Linked DNA regions of Mus musculus: region 2 is linked to region 1. The links are chromatin contacts, called in public promoter capture Hi-C maps. All regions are on one chromosome and are shown on one strand. Each heading gives the region's core, a stretch centred on a gene start, on an enhancer-like site or on the middle of the called end of the contact. The rest is flanking DNA. Distances are from core to core; before and after follow the strand shown.

Region 1 (7,423 bases), core at 3,434-5,933:
TCTTTGCATCTGTAGCACAGAACAGAAAGCAAAAGGGTGAAAGGTCGCCAGAGAAGGCTTCCAAGGGAGGTGAGCTTGCAGCAGGTTCTAGAAGAGAGATGGACTGTCGGCTTGTGTATGCTTGGCAGACCAAAGAGGGTTTCAGATGAAAGAATTCACAGGCCCTCATGCCAAGCCTGAAACTGAAGGGCACCGGACACTGTAACATTTCAAAGCAATGCCCTTGACTGAGAATAAAGGAGGGGAGCCAGTGTTTGGGAGAAAACAGTAAACAAGCTGGCAGGAACAGGAAATGCTTGCAGAATAAGGTCACGTGCGGCCCCTCCTGTGGTTAAAGTTTTATGACGGTTTTAGCTCAGAGCTGAGGAGATAGATACCTCAGTGGATGAAGGAAGCCAGGTAAAGCCGGGTGCAGTAGTGCCCCTCTGGGAACTCCTACAGCGATACGCAGGTGAAGAACACAGGGGTCCCTGAAAGTCAGAAAGCCAGCTAGGCTGACACCCGAGCTGTCCTCTAACCAGTGTGCACAATTAAATGCTCAAGAGCTCACACCTTGGAGCAAAGAATTAAGGAAAAAAAAGAAAAACCAATCTGTAGTCAAGTGGACTGGCAGTTAAGATCACTCTTGCAGGGACCAGAGTTCTGTTCCCAGTCCCTACAGTTCTACATTTCTGGCAGTTCACAGGCATGAGTCACGCCAGAGACGATACCCTCACATACATACATGGTATACACTCAGACAAACACATGTATATACTCAGAAACAAAAACAAACCTCTTTCTCTCTCTTTTTTTTAATGAGTACAGTGTATAATGAAATTCATGTTGGACCAGCATGAGATCCCAAAGAACAGACCACAGCAATGGTGGGTGTACACGTATCCCAGATGTTTCTTAGGCGTGCCTTGATTATCTCATCCTGGGGACCATTCTGGGTGCTTAGGGCTCCCTCCCAGAGAGGGAGGTGACCTTGGAAACTGGGGCTCCTTTGCAGAGTCACTCCTTCCTGAAGACATCCCAGGAGAATCAAATTATAGATACAGGGCTGGCTGTGGTCTTATACACCTATGTCCCTAGCACTCAGTAAGCCGAGGCAGGATGGTCAGAAGTTCAAGGCCTGCCTAGGTATAGAGAGTTCAAGCCCCCCGGCCCTCTCCTCCCTGTCCAGATAGCTTAGTGATATCTCAAGAAAAAAATAGAAAATATAAATAAAAAGAGCTGGGGATGTAGTTTAATAATAGAGCCTCGCATGTAATAGACCCTGAGTTTTGTTCCTAGTACCAGTTCATACACACACATACACATGCACACACACACAAACACTTGCACATACAAACATACACACCCATACACCCATACATGTGCACATACATGCACATACATACATACATACATACACACATTCACACACACTTGCACACAAAAACATACACATACATGCACATATATACACACAGAAGAGATAGTATTGGGATTTTTTTTTAGCCACCTGTAAAAACAACATTGCTGTTGAAGCATGAAGGAAGCTGGAGAAGTACAAACGCCATGTGTATGTAAAGACATGTAGTGCATAATGCACATGCTTATACAGAAAGTGTTTCCTAGCTGGGCGTGGTGGCGCACGCCTTTAATCCCAGCACTCGGGAGGCAGAGGCAGGCAGATTTCTGAGTTCGAGGCCAGCCTGGTCTACAGAGTGAGTTCCAGGACAGCCAGGGCTAGACAGAGAAACCCTGTCTTGGGGAAAGAAAGAAAGAAAGAAAGAAAGAAAGAAAGAAAGAAAGAAAGAAAGAAAGAAAGAAAGAAAGAAAGATGGAAGGAAGGAAGGAAGGAAGAAAGAAAGAAAGAAAGAAAGAAAGAAAGAAAGAAAGAAAGAAAGAAAGAAAGAAAGAAAGAAAGAAAGAGGGTTTGGCAGCAAGGCTCAGGTTCCTGCTAGAGTGACCAGAGCTCCATCTACCCTCTCAGCCCCTCCCACAGAGGAGAACAGAGCGGCAAGAACAAATAGCTGTGGTTACATTTTAACTTGTGTTTATTTCTCTACAAGTGCTTGTGCTGTTTAATTTGGCCAGTCCACTCAAGATCCTTTTGTAAGTCTGGGTGTGGCTCCTGAACACTAGATCCACGACCTTTGCACACATGCTAAACATTTATAGATTGGAAGGGCTCTTTTTCTCCATCAGTGATCTGAGTAAGTGCCAATCTCCCCACCCCACCCCACCCCACTCCACCCCCAAAAATTAGTATTCTAAAGATAAACTGCCAATAAGTCATCCTGGTCAGCTGAGGGCTGTCTAACAGATAATTTGATAATCCAATTAATTTCAGAGGGCACTGGGGCTTGTTCCTTCCTGATGCTGATTTGGATTTGTAAAGGTTTTCTGGGTTTGCTTTTGTTTTTCATTAAGTAGGATTATCACTATGTTGTACTGGCTGGCCTGGAACTTACTGTTAGACCAGACTAACCTCGAACTCATAGAGAAATCTGATGCCCTCTGAACACAGCAAGGTGTGTGCACCACACCCAGCTAAAGTCTTACTTTATTTATTTGTTTGTTTGTTTGGGGTTTTAGAGACATGATTTTTCTGTGTAGCCCTGGCTGTCCTGGAACTTGCTCTGTAGACCAAGCTGGCCTGGAACTCTGCCTGCCTCTGCCTTTTGTACTGAAATTAAAGGTGTGTGCCACCACGTCCAGCTTAAAATGGGTTTGGTTTGATATGTTGTCCTTTGTTTTCTTAACAGATGCAGAAAGAGCTCTTTAAAGTGATTTCAGCAAATCTATAGACTTAATTTATCAGATGGGAAAACTGAGCTTCAGGGCAAACACAGGTTTTCAGGATCAATAAAAGAACCTGGAACATGTTTTATTTAACAATTCCTCCGGCATCTAAAGCTTTCTGTGGTGATTGTCTTTCGTTTCCCTTATGATCTGCTGGATGGTATTTGGGCCTGGAACTGGAAACCCGTGGACGCCAAGCCGCAGGTTAGTGCTGATGTCAGGGATATTTGAGAATCATTGCTGCCCCCTGCTGTAAGGAAAACAGTTCACAGGTTCCGGAGAGGTATTGAATTTTCCTCAAGGTTTACGTGTATATGTAAGTATACGTGTATGTTTTGTTTTAGACAAAGTCTCTTGTGACTCTGAACGGCCACTAGCCTCAAACTCACTCGAAGCCAAGGATTGCTTTTCACGTCTGGTTCTTCTGCCTCCATCTCTATAGGGTGGGATTACAGGGCTATACTGCCTTGCCTGGGTTCTCTGGTTCTGATGATGGATGTACTTTAGGTAAATTTTCTGCCAACTGAGCTACGTCCTTAGCTTGTCCTGGCTCTTTTTTTCTTTTTTCTTTTCTTTCTTTTTTCTTCCTTTTTGCTTGTTTGGTTTTTTGTTTGTTTGTTTTGTTTTGTTTGATACAGGGTTTCTCCGTGTAACCCTTACTCACTCTGTAGACCAGGCTGGCCTTGAACTCAAAGAGATCTGCCGAAATCTGGGATTAAAGACATGTACCACCACCCCCAGCCATAAAAAAGTAGCAATTTCTGAGGCTTTTTTTTTTTTTTTTTTTTTTTGAGACAGGGTTTTTCTGTGTAACCCTGGCTATCCTGGAACTCACTCTGTAGACCAGGCTGGCCTTGAACTCACTGAGGCTAAATTTTTAACACCATGGAAAGATATAAAGGCACAAGAAACTCTTCCCTGTATCTGTTCCACTTTCCTCTGCTAATTATCATTAATAGTCCTTTCTTTTCTTTGTGTGTGTGAATGTGAGCTGTAAGTGCCTGTGTATGCAGGAATGCACACACTCTTGCGCACGTGAACACACACACATTTTTTAGAAAGTTTTCCTATGTAGCTCTGGATTGCCTCAAACTCACCCATCCTCGCGCCACATCCTCCACGTACCAACATTACAGGCACCGGTTCCCACACCTGACTTAATTTAATCTTTTTAATGAAGAATGGGTCCAGGTGTTTAGTAATACTACCATTTCCAAACCTGCTGGGACATCGAGATCAGAATGTCCCAGGGAGTTTCACTGGAAATCCACAGCTGCCTTCTGTGAACTCCATTCTCATCCCCCAGTCAGGGAAGGAAACTGGAATCTCGACACTGAAGGGCGCGTCCACGGTGCCGGTGTACAGACCACTGTGCGAACAGCCATCCACCCTCCCGTTTCTTGCTACAGGGGCAGCTCCTGTTTCCTGATTTCCTGTTACTCACGGGTTATTCACCAGAGCCTTATCAGGGTGTCTGCACAGCACCAAGACCCTGTGCCTTTCTTCCAGACCCGGGGAGGTATGGTGTGGTGTGAATTTCGACACAGCCAAGGCGGTGTTGCTGGGGGTTAGTTGGTTAGTGTGGGTGTTGGCAGCCAGCTGGGGCTCGGGTAGGGAGCCTGTGTGTGGGTGAAACTCAGGAATCCTGTGGCACTACAGTTACAGAAAAAAATTTAAAGGCCCAGCCCAGGCCTTTACGAAGTACAGCTGAGTCTGACAAACCCAGAACCAGCCCCAGCTCTCAGATCTTCTGGGGCGAGGGGTTGGGAGGGGGCGGGATACAGTTCCCTGTGGGCCCTTCTAAATCAGATAAGACATAATGCAGATGAAACGCGGGTGGGAAACGCACGGTAGACAGCAGATTACAGTCATAAAAAGAGATGACAGATTTCATCGTCACTCATGACCCACCCAAATGTCACGTCCTCTGGGCTCTTTCCCTGGCATTTCCTGCCCCAAGTGGATGTTCTTTCCATTGTACTCCCCGACACTTGAAATCGAACAACAAAAGGAAAAAAAAAATACTACTACTGCTGCCTGAGGTTTCCTGGGTCAGAATATCTAGCTGCTTTCCTGTTTGATCTCCCACCAGTCCAGGGGTCCCAGGGAGTTAAAGGCCCACGGGCTGTTTAGTCACGTGGTCTTCACTTTTCTTTCTTTCTTTTTTTTTTTTTTTTCTTACATACTCAATTAGCTTTCTAATTTCTGTAGCCCTAGAAACAGACCTATACCCGGGCCTCTTGATCCGTAACAAAAGTAGCACTTCAGAAATGAGGGGTTTTGCTTTTGGTTTTCTATGTTTATGATTTTTACAGTGAGTTGGTATGTATCACATGTGTGCAGGTATCCATGGAGACCAGAAAGTATCATATTGTCTGAAACTGGATTTGCTGGCAGTTGTGAGGCACCGTGTGGATGCTGGGAACTGAACCCACCGTTCAAGAACAGTGTGCGTTCTTAAACTCTGAGCCGTGGGTCTGTTAGCCCCGGAAGGGGATTTTCTTAAAGAAGGTCAATGAATCCGATACTCATAGAAAAATAAAATGCACCTGAGCCCTGTTGTTCGCCATTCTCAAACATCAGAGTTAGATTCGATAAAAGGTTACACATGGGGCTGAGGCTGTAGCACCGCTGGTTGAATGCTTGGGTTCCAGACCACCACCGCAGAAAACCAATGTGGTGATGCCTGCCTGTGATCCCACCCATGAGGACTTGACACAGGAGGATCAGGAACTCTGACACTGTCCTTGGCTACAAGCAAGGCCACTTTGAGCCTTTCCTTTGAGGCAGAGGCAGACAGATCTCTGACTTCAGCCTGACAATATGTTGAGTTTCTGGCCAAGCATGGCCACATCTTGAGTCATGAGGATGGGGTAGGTGAGGGAGAGAGAGACAGTTCAGATGGTAAAAGCACCTTTCGCACAAGCCTGCCGATCTGACTTTCCATCCCTGAAACCTCATGGTGGAAGGAGAGAGCTGACTCCTGAATGTTGCCCTCTGACCTCCACACACACCACTGGCATGCTACCCTTTCAGCCTCTCGCTCAGCCTCATCTTTTTTTTTTTTTTTTTTTAAAGACTGTTGCTAGGGCAACAGTTAGTAAAGTGCTCGCCTTGCAAATTCAAAGCCTTGAATTAGATCCCCAAAACCCTTGTAAAAAGCTGGGTGTGACTGCAATCCAGGTGCTGAGAAAGCAGAAAGAGGTGGATTTTTGCTGCTCACAGCCTGGCCCAGTTAGTGAGCTCCAGGCCATCGAGAGAGCCTTTTGGCTTCTGGGATTGTCCTCTGGCCTCCACACATACCTGTATGCACACACACTCACACACACACACACACATTTTGAAATATTTTTATTACTTTTAATTATGTGTATGTAGATATACATCTTGGTGTGGGTATGTCATGTAACCATGGCACCATGGAGATGACCATGGAAGCCAGAGGAGAGGCTGTTTCTGATCCCCAGGGGCTGGAGTTCCAGCCAGATACGAACGTCCCACAGAGGGTGCTAGGATTTGAACTCGGGTTCTCGGCGAAAGCAGCAAGGGCTCTTAAACACTGAGCCATCTCTCCAGCCCCCTATTTATTGTTGTTGGTTGGTTGGTTGGTTGGTGATTTGAAACCAATCCTCTCTCTGTAGACCAGGCTGACCTAGCCTCCAGCTCAGAGATCTCTTGCCTCTCTTTCCAGAGAGCTGGGATTAATGGTATAGGCCTATACAAGCCACCCAGGGTCTCAATACTGAAAGAAGAAAGTGGACAGGATCTGTAAACTATCTGTAATTGACACCCTCTGGTAAGGGGGAAACAGTTTTCTCCAATGGAGCTTTATTTTTTTTTTTTTTTTCCAACCCCCCACCCCCCGGAGCTTTATTTTATATATCAGCCCTCAGAGCAGTCCCAAGCCTTGGAGAAATAAGCCTTGGAGTATTTTTGTGAACTTTTTGTTTCATTTTACTTTGTTTTAGCTTTTTTTTTCTTTTTCTTTCTTTCTTTCTTTCTTTTCTTTTTTTTTTTTTGTCTTATTGGTCTTCCTATTTATTTTGATTTTCATTGTGTGTGTGTGTGTGCGTGTGTGTTCTGTGAGGACTTTTGTTCTTGTTTCTTTGGGTTTTTGTTTGTTTCTGAAAAAGAAAGATAGAGAACAGAAAAATAAAGGCAAGAAGGCAGTAAAGATCTGGGGAGGGATTGAGAGAAGGAAAAAAATGATCAAAACATGTTGTGTGAAAAAAATTTTTAACGAGAAAAGAATTCTAAAAAAGCATATGCTACCACACCTGACCCCATTTACATTTTTATTATCATTTTAATATTTATACTTATTATATTTTTGTGGGTCTGAGTGTTTTTGCCTGTGTGTATACATGTAAACCATATACATATGTATATATGAGTGGTTTTGCCTGATACTCTTGGAGGTCATTAGAAGATGCTGGATCTGCTGGAATTGAAGTTAGGGATGTTTGAGACCTACTGTGTGGGTGTTCTGGGGTCACTCGGGTGCTCTGCCAGAGCAACAGGAGACAGGTGCTCCTAACCTCTGGGCCATGCTTGTTGTTGTTGTTGTTGTTTTGAGACAGTCCTACTATGTAGTCCAGGCTGAGATCTTGAACTTCTAGTAAGCTTCCTGTCACTACCTGCTAAGCCA
Region 2 (7,423 bases), core at 2,949-5,448, 250 kb before region 1:
ATTTTTCCCTATAGGAACTGGGGGGAGAAAGGAGATCTTGAGGAAATACTTTTGGTTTAGAGAATTTATAAAGTAGCTCTGGATATTAAAAGATGGGGAAATGTTATTAAAATTACAAACATGGTTTTTTTTTAGTGTCTTTATAAATAAAAGGCATAGGATACAGAAAGCCAATTAATAACAACAACAACAACAATAATAAAATATTAAATATATAGTGAACAAAGACAGAGTGGCTCATTCTTGTCAAACACCATTTGACACACTGCCTCAAATGAATTTCCTTGCGCTTTAACATCTCACTGAGTGAAGATCCAGCAAACACACAGTCAGTCGCCCTTCAGCTCCCTAATAACATCGAGGAACTGCCTGATGGAATGGCTACAGATAAACAGGCCATTTGCTTCAAAAGGTGCTTAAATACTCAAGAAAGACATAACAAACCCCCCTCACTGTTATCAGACGCCACGTTGTGGTAGAACATCAGACAAACTCACAAATTTACCACAAAAATGTGTGGCAAAAAAGAATAGTTTATATATGTATATATATATATATATATAAATTTCTATATTTATGCCAATGTACTCACTTAGTACAAATAGCAAAATAGTATACCATTTCCTAAATATAAAATATAGCTTTCCAAAAAAATGAAACACACATTAGATATAAACCATCCAAAACTTGAACGATTGAAAACTGTTTTCAAAATTAAATGACCAGAGTAGGTCTCTTTCTGGAAAGTTCCCTTCATATTGGCAAGAAGCCTGTACTACTGAAAACGTAATCCAATGCCTCTCAGAGAGGGAAAGGAAGGGCCAGGGCAGAGGGAGAAGGACAAAGAGAAGAAACAGATGACAAGAACCACAGTCAAATAACAAAGGAAGAGTCCCAAAGCAGGATCTGGCCATATAAACTAAACCAACACCAAGCTCCACACAGTTCAACACATGTGGAGGATAGGGGGAGAAAAACTGAAAGGAAAAGTAAGGAAAAAGGCAACAACCATGAACTGGCTAATTTTTAAAAGCTTAGAAAGTAAAAGAATTGAACAGGAAACCAAAGCATGTCAACATATAGAAGCTGCATACATGATGGGCTAACGCTGCATTGACACTTCCCACATGCCAAAGATAAATGAGACATAAGCACGTGTCCAGATGTAGGTGGTAGTGAGAAGCAGGCATCCCACGGGTGGTAAGGACACCCAAAACTCTACAACTAATGCTACAAATGCAAGTTCTGGAGTGTGTAATTTTGCTCTCTGTAGATGCAACACAGTTAACTCTTCCTTTTAAATCAATGCTATGACCCTGTGGAGCCCAAGGCTGTGGGAACCATCATGTAAGTGACCACTTCAACTGTAAAGCACTGAGCTGACTGACATGTAAACAGTCACTGCAGCGTGGGGAGAAGTAATAGTTTGAGAAATGTTTGTTTGCCTTGTTTGTAAAATTAAAATGTATACTGCTATTTATCAGCAGAGGGAGAATTTTGAAGACTTCAGAACAGCACCGTTCATGGAAGAAAAAAAGAGAATGGTTTTTTCCCAGGAATCAAATCCCAATAACTCCTAAAAGAGTATTCCTGGCCTGTGCTGCTGACTGCCAGGTCACTGGATCAATGTGGCTGCCTTCTCTAATTCCTACAGGGTCAGAAAGCCAGTAGAATATTAATAAAACTACGAAGAAAAAATGCAGACAACACAATACAGGTGATGCACATAAGAAGGGAATACTAGCCTAACGCTGGGCAAGAAGACAACAGGCTCAAAGTACTGTCAGTTTAAGCTACCGGAGGAGACTATGAGAACGTAACACATCATATATCACCCCCTTCATTTTCATAGAACAAAATATTTTTATGCAGTTATGGCTAAATCCCTTAGTAGAAATACAGAGAACTAACAACTCTCTGAAAAATGAACTCAATAACTTCCCAGCTGTAACCAGTTTTGCAGGCATGTCATCTGCTTGTGTGTGTGAGGAGGAGTCCTCAGATCTGCAGAGTTCCTAATACAGCTAAATTACTCCTTCAGCTTCTCCATGAAAACTAAAAGAAACTCCTTCACTTTGGCCAACAGCCACGTTTTTTACATCAACAAAAGCACAGCCTTAGTCACTACTGGACTTTACGTTGTCCTAAGCCACTACTTGATTAAAATAATGCAGGAAAGGAAGTAAGAATATAAGTAAACATGACAAATATGATTTCCTAATAGCAATAATAACTGAGAGGCCCAGCCTTGCAGTTACAAACAGAGGACACAAGCAACAATGCTGTCAGCTGGAAAATCTAACAGGCTCTCAGTCATCACTGTTATTAGAAACAAAAAGCACATTGGTGGCAAATCACTGCAACAGGCAGCATGGGTGTACTCTTATAGCCAGGAAATCTATCCATTTACTCAAACATAGTTCTTCACCAGAGTTCAATAATCTTTATGGAACCACAGTTCTCAGGATATCTTGGAATCACTGTTACAGAATTCTTCATGGAATTTCTGAAGAAAAAAAAAAAAAAGTCAGTATCTCATTAGAGAAAAAAAAATTGTAAAGTATCTGTTACCATGAGTGGCTCCAACTGTCCTATGTAGGGAACTTCATCATATTCAATCTTTCTTGCTTTTTTGGTGGTGTTGGGTACTGAACCTAGGGCGTCAAATATGCTGCGCAAGTACCCAACCAAGATATAGCCCCAGATTATAAGATTTGTTATTCTGTAAAATTTTTTCTTCTTTCATGCTCTCCTTTTCTACTATGATTGGATCTAGGGCCTTATATGCTAGCCTGATATTCTGTCACTCTAAATGAAAGAAGCTCTCAGCCAGAAGGAATGCCCAGTATTTCCTACCTAATCTAAGCTGTCATTCAGAGTGACTTACTCAAAGTGAAGGTCCTATTTTAACTAACCGTAAAAGCTAAACAGTGCTCCTAATCCGAGTCTGTTGTGAGTAAAATTTAGTAACGCTTTTCACTAAGAGACCAAATGTAATACTTACATCTCACTAAAAGGAGCCGGTTAAATTGTTCCCTTGGCTTTGCAATGAAACAAGCAAATCAATCTTTTCCATGTTCTGACTGCTGTTCACAGAGGAGGCCAGTGGGGAAGTCTCTGGCATTTGCTGAGAAAGAAGTGTTGTCACAGAAGATTGGCCCTCATTTTGTGGTTGGCCCTGCTGATTTATGGCCATCAGCTGATCTGGCAATGTAGCTGGTCCGGAGGTTAAAAGCTGACTACAATCTGAAAAGACAGCGAAATCAGAAACATCTGATTAGTTAAGATTTCTGAAAAAACACTTTTTAGTTGCCAGCAGAAATTTATTACTATGCTGATCTACATTACTAAAACTAAAGTGCTTGACAGTCTAACAAAATGGTTTTCACAATACAACACTAGAATCTATCTTGGGATTCCTATAACCATATATAAAAGTACTACTGAAATTGCGTATGGTGGAGCACACCTTTAATCTCAGCATTTGGGAAGAACAGCAAGTGAACCTTGTGAGTTCAAGGCCAGCTGGTCTACACAGTGAGTTCCAGAACAACCATGACTAAATAGTGAGACCTTACCTCTAAATAAATGCAGTCATACAAATAAAAGTATTATTTAATTACTTGACGTAACAGATGAAAAGTGGGTGCCTAGCTTTTTAGAAACAACTTAATTGGCTAAGATACTTTCATTTCCTTTCAAATTAATGTCATAAAACGGTACACACATTTGTACATATCTTTTCATTTAAACCTCTTAACATCTTTGTGAGGTATAAAAACTATCACTTTTTTTTGGTGTCTGTTTCTGAGATAAGGTCTCATGTACCCTAGGCTAGACTCAAACACTATGGAGCCACAGATGACTTTGAATTCCTGATCCTCCTGCCTACACCTCTGAAGGGCTAGGATTACAGGCATGCACCAATATGACCAGTCTAAAATAATTACTTCTGAAAATATGGAAATTCATGCCTATAAAGGGCAAATAACGTGTCCAAGGCTCAGTCTTTAGCTGGTGGAATTCCACTCTGCTTTGAAACTACTGTGCCTTATGCTTCCTTATAATGATCTGAACATTTCAAATGATACTGAGAAATTTGAGTTCCTTACTATTTTGAATGCCAAATAAGAACATTCCTGAAGTCTGCTGAGATGAGCCAGGAGAATTTTGTATTTGGTTTATTGTGCCTCCTGTAGTGTTGTGAAATAAAGTAGCCTGTGGCTGGGGTGAAGAAGTGCTTCCTTGGATTCCAGGGATGTTGTTCTGCGGGGAATAAAGAGGAGACTGCTGCATGTCTGGTTGGTTTATACTGGTTTGCAATGCAGACATGGATGCTGGAGAGAGGAAGAGTGTTACTTGCTGATCTTGAGAACTAGGTGACCCTTGAACCAACTGGATCTGAGGAGAGCTATGGAACAAGGAGGTCTGTGGTGACTCAGACTGCGTAGGACCTGGGTTCTGAAGTGAGGAAACCGTAGGCTGATTCTGAAATTGCATGGGCTGCTGCTCTTGGTTCATTGGGGCCATATTACTTTGCTGGTGAAAAATTGACTGGTTCTGCTGCTCCTGACTAGCCATTGGGTTCTGGTTTGGGCTAAACATCATGTTTGGTGGTGGCTGCTTCTGGGAGGCCATTGTAGCCATGGCATTCTGATTACTGAATAAAATGCTCTGTTGCTGTTGTTGTTGCTGTTGCTGCTGCTGCTGTTGCTGCTGTTGCTGCTGCTGCTGCTCCTGGGATGGAGAGTTACTCTGCATGCCAACTATTGGGCGCTGTGTTTGGAAAATTGGACCTTGCTGGTTTTGAGGCATTGGATTAGGAGGCAGGGAGCCAAGGGCCACCTGAGGCTGAAATAACCCTTGCTGAGAGGGTTGTGCCTGTTCCTGGGAAAGAATAGGGGTCTGGATGTGTGAGATTGGAGGCTGCTGTTGGAAAGCAGCTTGCTGCTCAGTGTTTGATGTTGACTGAAGTGGAGAAATTGAGTTCTGTGCTGCAAAAAATGAAATCTGCTCTTCTTGGGCTACTGTGTTAGTTTGAAGATTATTGATAGAACTTTGGGAAAGAAATATGTTGGGTGACTGCTGGTCTTGAGGAACTGAAGAGCCCTGTAACACAGCAATGGTATTCTGAGAGTGAAACATTGAAGGCTGCAGTTGTTCAGAGGATGCTGTGGAAGTTTGACTGTGGACAATAGGATTTGGACTATGAAAAATTGAACCTTGAGTTTCCTGGGAAAGGTTCTGAGCATCAGCAATAGGATTTTGAGGATGAAAGAGCTGAGCCTGTGAATGAGAGGACTGCTGCAAAAAGTTCCCAGACTGAAGTGACATCATCTCGCTCCCTTGCTGGAACAAGCTATTCCCTTGTTGCTGGGTACCATTATTCTGAACACTCATTATATTTTTTGTAGATGAAAAGAGGTTTACTTGAGGTTGGCTGTCACCACTGCGCTGCATTTGGACCATTGTCTGAAAGACGCTGTTCTGAATCTGTTTTGCTTGTGCTCCAGTTTCTTCTCCATCTCCTGAACTTGGTGTCTGAAACATGGTGGAGCCAGGGGTTGCCACCTGTGGCGTGGTGGTTGTGGAAGTTTCGTTTCCAGAAGCTGCAGGGGGAGACGAGAACAGCTCACACTGCATCTGCATGTCCTCGTTGGTAGGCAGTGCACTCATCATGTGAGAAGGCTGCTGGTAAACTGGAGACTGCTGAAGGCTTCCACTTGCTGAAGCAGCTGAAGGAAACAGCTCTGACTGGATCTGGGCAGCTGCTTGGCAAATGCTCTGCTGCATCTCCATCACCATTGCAGCTGATGACTCCATCACTTGCTGCTGCTGCTGTTGCTGCTGCTGCTGATTAGACAGTGTATTTTCAGTCTGTTGATGGACGCTGTCAGCCCTCCCAGGTAGTAAGTTATCTGGTCTAGTGTGAACTGCAGACTCCGCTGAAGAAAACATTCCAGGGCTTACACTATTTTGAATTTGACTGACTTGGAAAATGTCTGCATTAAGCTGTTCTTGAACATTCTCATTCCCATCTGGAGTAGAAAACAGAACAGACGATAACTGCTGTTGTGCCTCTAAAACCTGCTGGACCAAATCAACGCTTCCACTCCTGCCGCCAGCAGCGCTGCCTGTGAAACTTCCTGCTTGCAGCTGCTGAATAGTACTCTGGAGCTGGCTGACACTGCTTGGCGATGGAAAAATATTTGATGGTATCTGCTGCTGTAACGTTTGTGCTTGTTCTTGTAGTGGGGATTGCTGCTGCTGTGATGCTTCAGTTAACTGTGACAAGTTAACCACTGTATCTGACTGTATTGTGTCTCTGGACTGAGCTTCTCTTGTCTGAAACTGTGTTGCCTGCTGCAGTAGTGCATCGCTGCTGGGCAGCTGACTAGCAGCAGAAACTGCGGGAAAGGTCCCGGGCTGTGAGATGTCCTGTGTCTGGATAGTTGTCAGGGTCTCTGGGTTGTATGCCTTGGGCTGAAGCTGCTGCTGATTCTCACTTTCAGGAGTTAAGTGGGAAGATGACGACGGTGAGGAGAAGGGTGCACCCCCCGCTATGTTAGAAATAGTTTCTAAGGTTTGCTGGGTTGATCCAATGCTCTTTGTAGTCTAAAAAATAAAAAGCCACAAACAATATGCACATATAAATTAAATAATCACATATATTACTCCAAAAATTATTTCTAAGATTACACACAGAATAAGCTTTCTACTCTACAGTATCACTAGAAGTCAGTGTAAGACTGATTCTTTATGACAATATCTGACTTTCAGTATTGTAAAGATAACCAAACAAGCAGAAAAAGCAGTTATTGATATGCTTAGCCAAATAAGAATAACAAGAGAACATTAATCTGATAGTTTGTGTGTAACTACAACTATGTAAGTTCAAGAATTCCATATTGTGGATCATCAGTAACACTGCAATGGGGAAAACAAGAGGAGAATTAAAAAGAGAGTAGAGAAGGAACCATAATCAAAATGCTGCTACTTCTGAAAATGCTAAAATTGGTGCTTTCATTAAATCAACTCATTTTGGGGGCAGGGTCTTCCTCTGTAGCCCAGGTTGGCCTTAATCTCACATCTTTGATTCCTTAGTCCTAAAACCAACTTGTAGTACTTCATCTCATGGGAATGAATTCCTCCTCTTATCAAAATGTGTCCTGAAGTTACTTTGTAAGCAATTTTACTGACCTATAAAGCATTTGCTCTGAAAAGCAAAATTCATTAACCACATCTCATGGAAAACAGATGCCAACAAAACAAGAAAGGGGAATATAGCTATTTTTCGTATATGAGAGAGATATGGGGCATTCATTACATAACTTACCTGAAAAATTGGGGAAGATCTTTTTTCTGAAGTTACTTCCATTGGAGTAACATCTTCAGTCTTAATCATACTGCTTGATATGAGTGG

The links. Promoter capture Hi-C pulls out the DNA fragments that hold promoters and counts their contacts.
Region 2: a contact with region 1 is called in a promoter capture Hi-C map of cranial neural crest. The contact joins two enhancer-like sites. A contact is called at or near these places in 20 of 39 promoter capture datasets (the 3T3-L1 cell line, the C10 cell line, the HPC-7 cell line and 12 more), 4 of 15 datasets of contacts at CTCF or cohesin (the NIH/3T3 cell line, large pre-B cells, pro-B cells and 1 more), 8 of 484 Hi-C or Micro-C datasets (bone marrow-derived macrophages, cortical neurons, differentiating embryonic stem cells and 3 more), 10 of 115 datasets of contacts at active chromatin or transcription factors (craniofacial prominence, embryonic basal ganglia, embryonic fibroblasts and 3 more) and 4 of 9 other capture datasets (adipose tissue, embryonic stem cells, liver and 1 more).

Annotation. Positions count from the first base shown.
Region 1 is chr8:107,111,806-107,119,228 of GRCm38.p6, reverse strand. No RefSeq gene overlaps it. Among named protein-coding and RNA genes, the nearest start is that of Gm39240, 8.6 kb to the left of the region's middle. Within about 2 kb of position 4,683, at least 131 of the 459 cell types and tissues checked have an H3K27ac peak or open chromatin away from gene starts, as enhancers often do.
Region 2 is chr8:107,366,241-107,373,663 of GRCm38.p6, reverse strand. Nfat5 (nuclear factor of activated T cells 5) reads right to left here. Exons shown (of 15, transcript NM_018823.2): 12 at 7,337-7,423; 13 at 4,113-6,615; 14 at 3,005-3,246; 15 at 1-2,506. The coding sequence ends at 3,011. Among named protein-coding and RNA genes, the nearest start is that of Gm51546, 13 kb to the right of the region's middle. Within about 2 kb of position 4,198, at least 4 of the 459 cell types and tissues checked have an H3K27ac peak or open chromatin away from gene starts, as enhancers often do.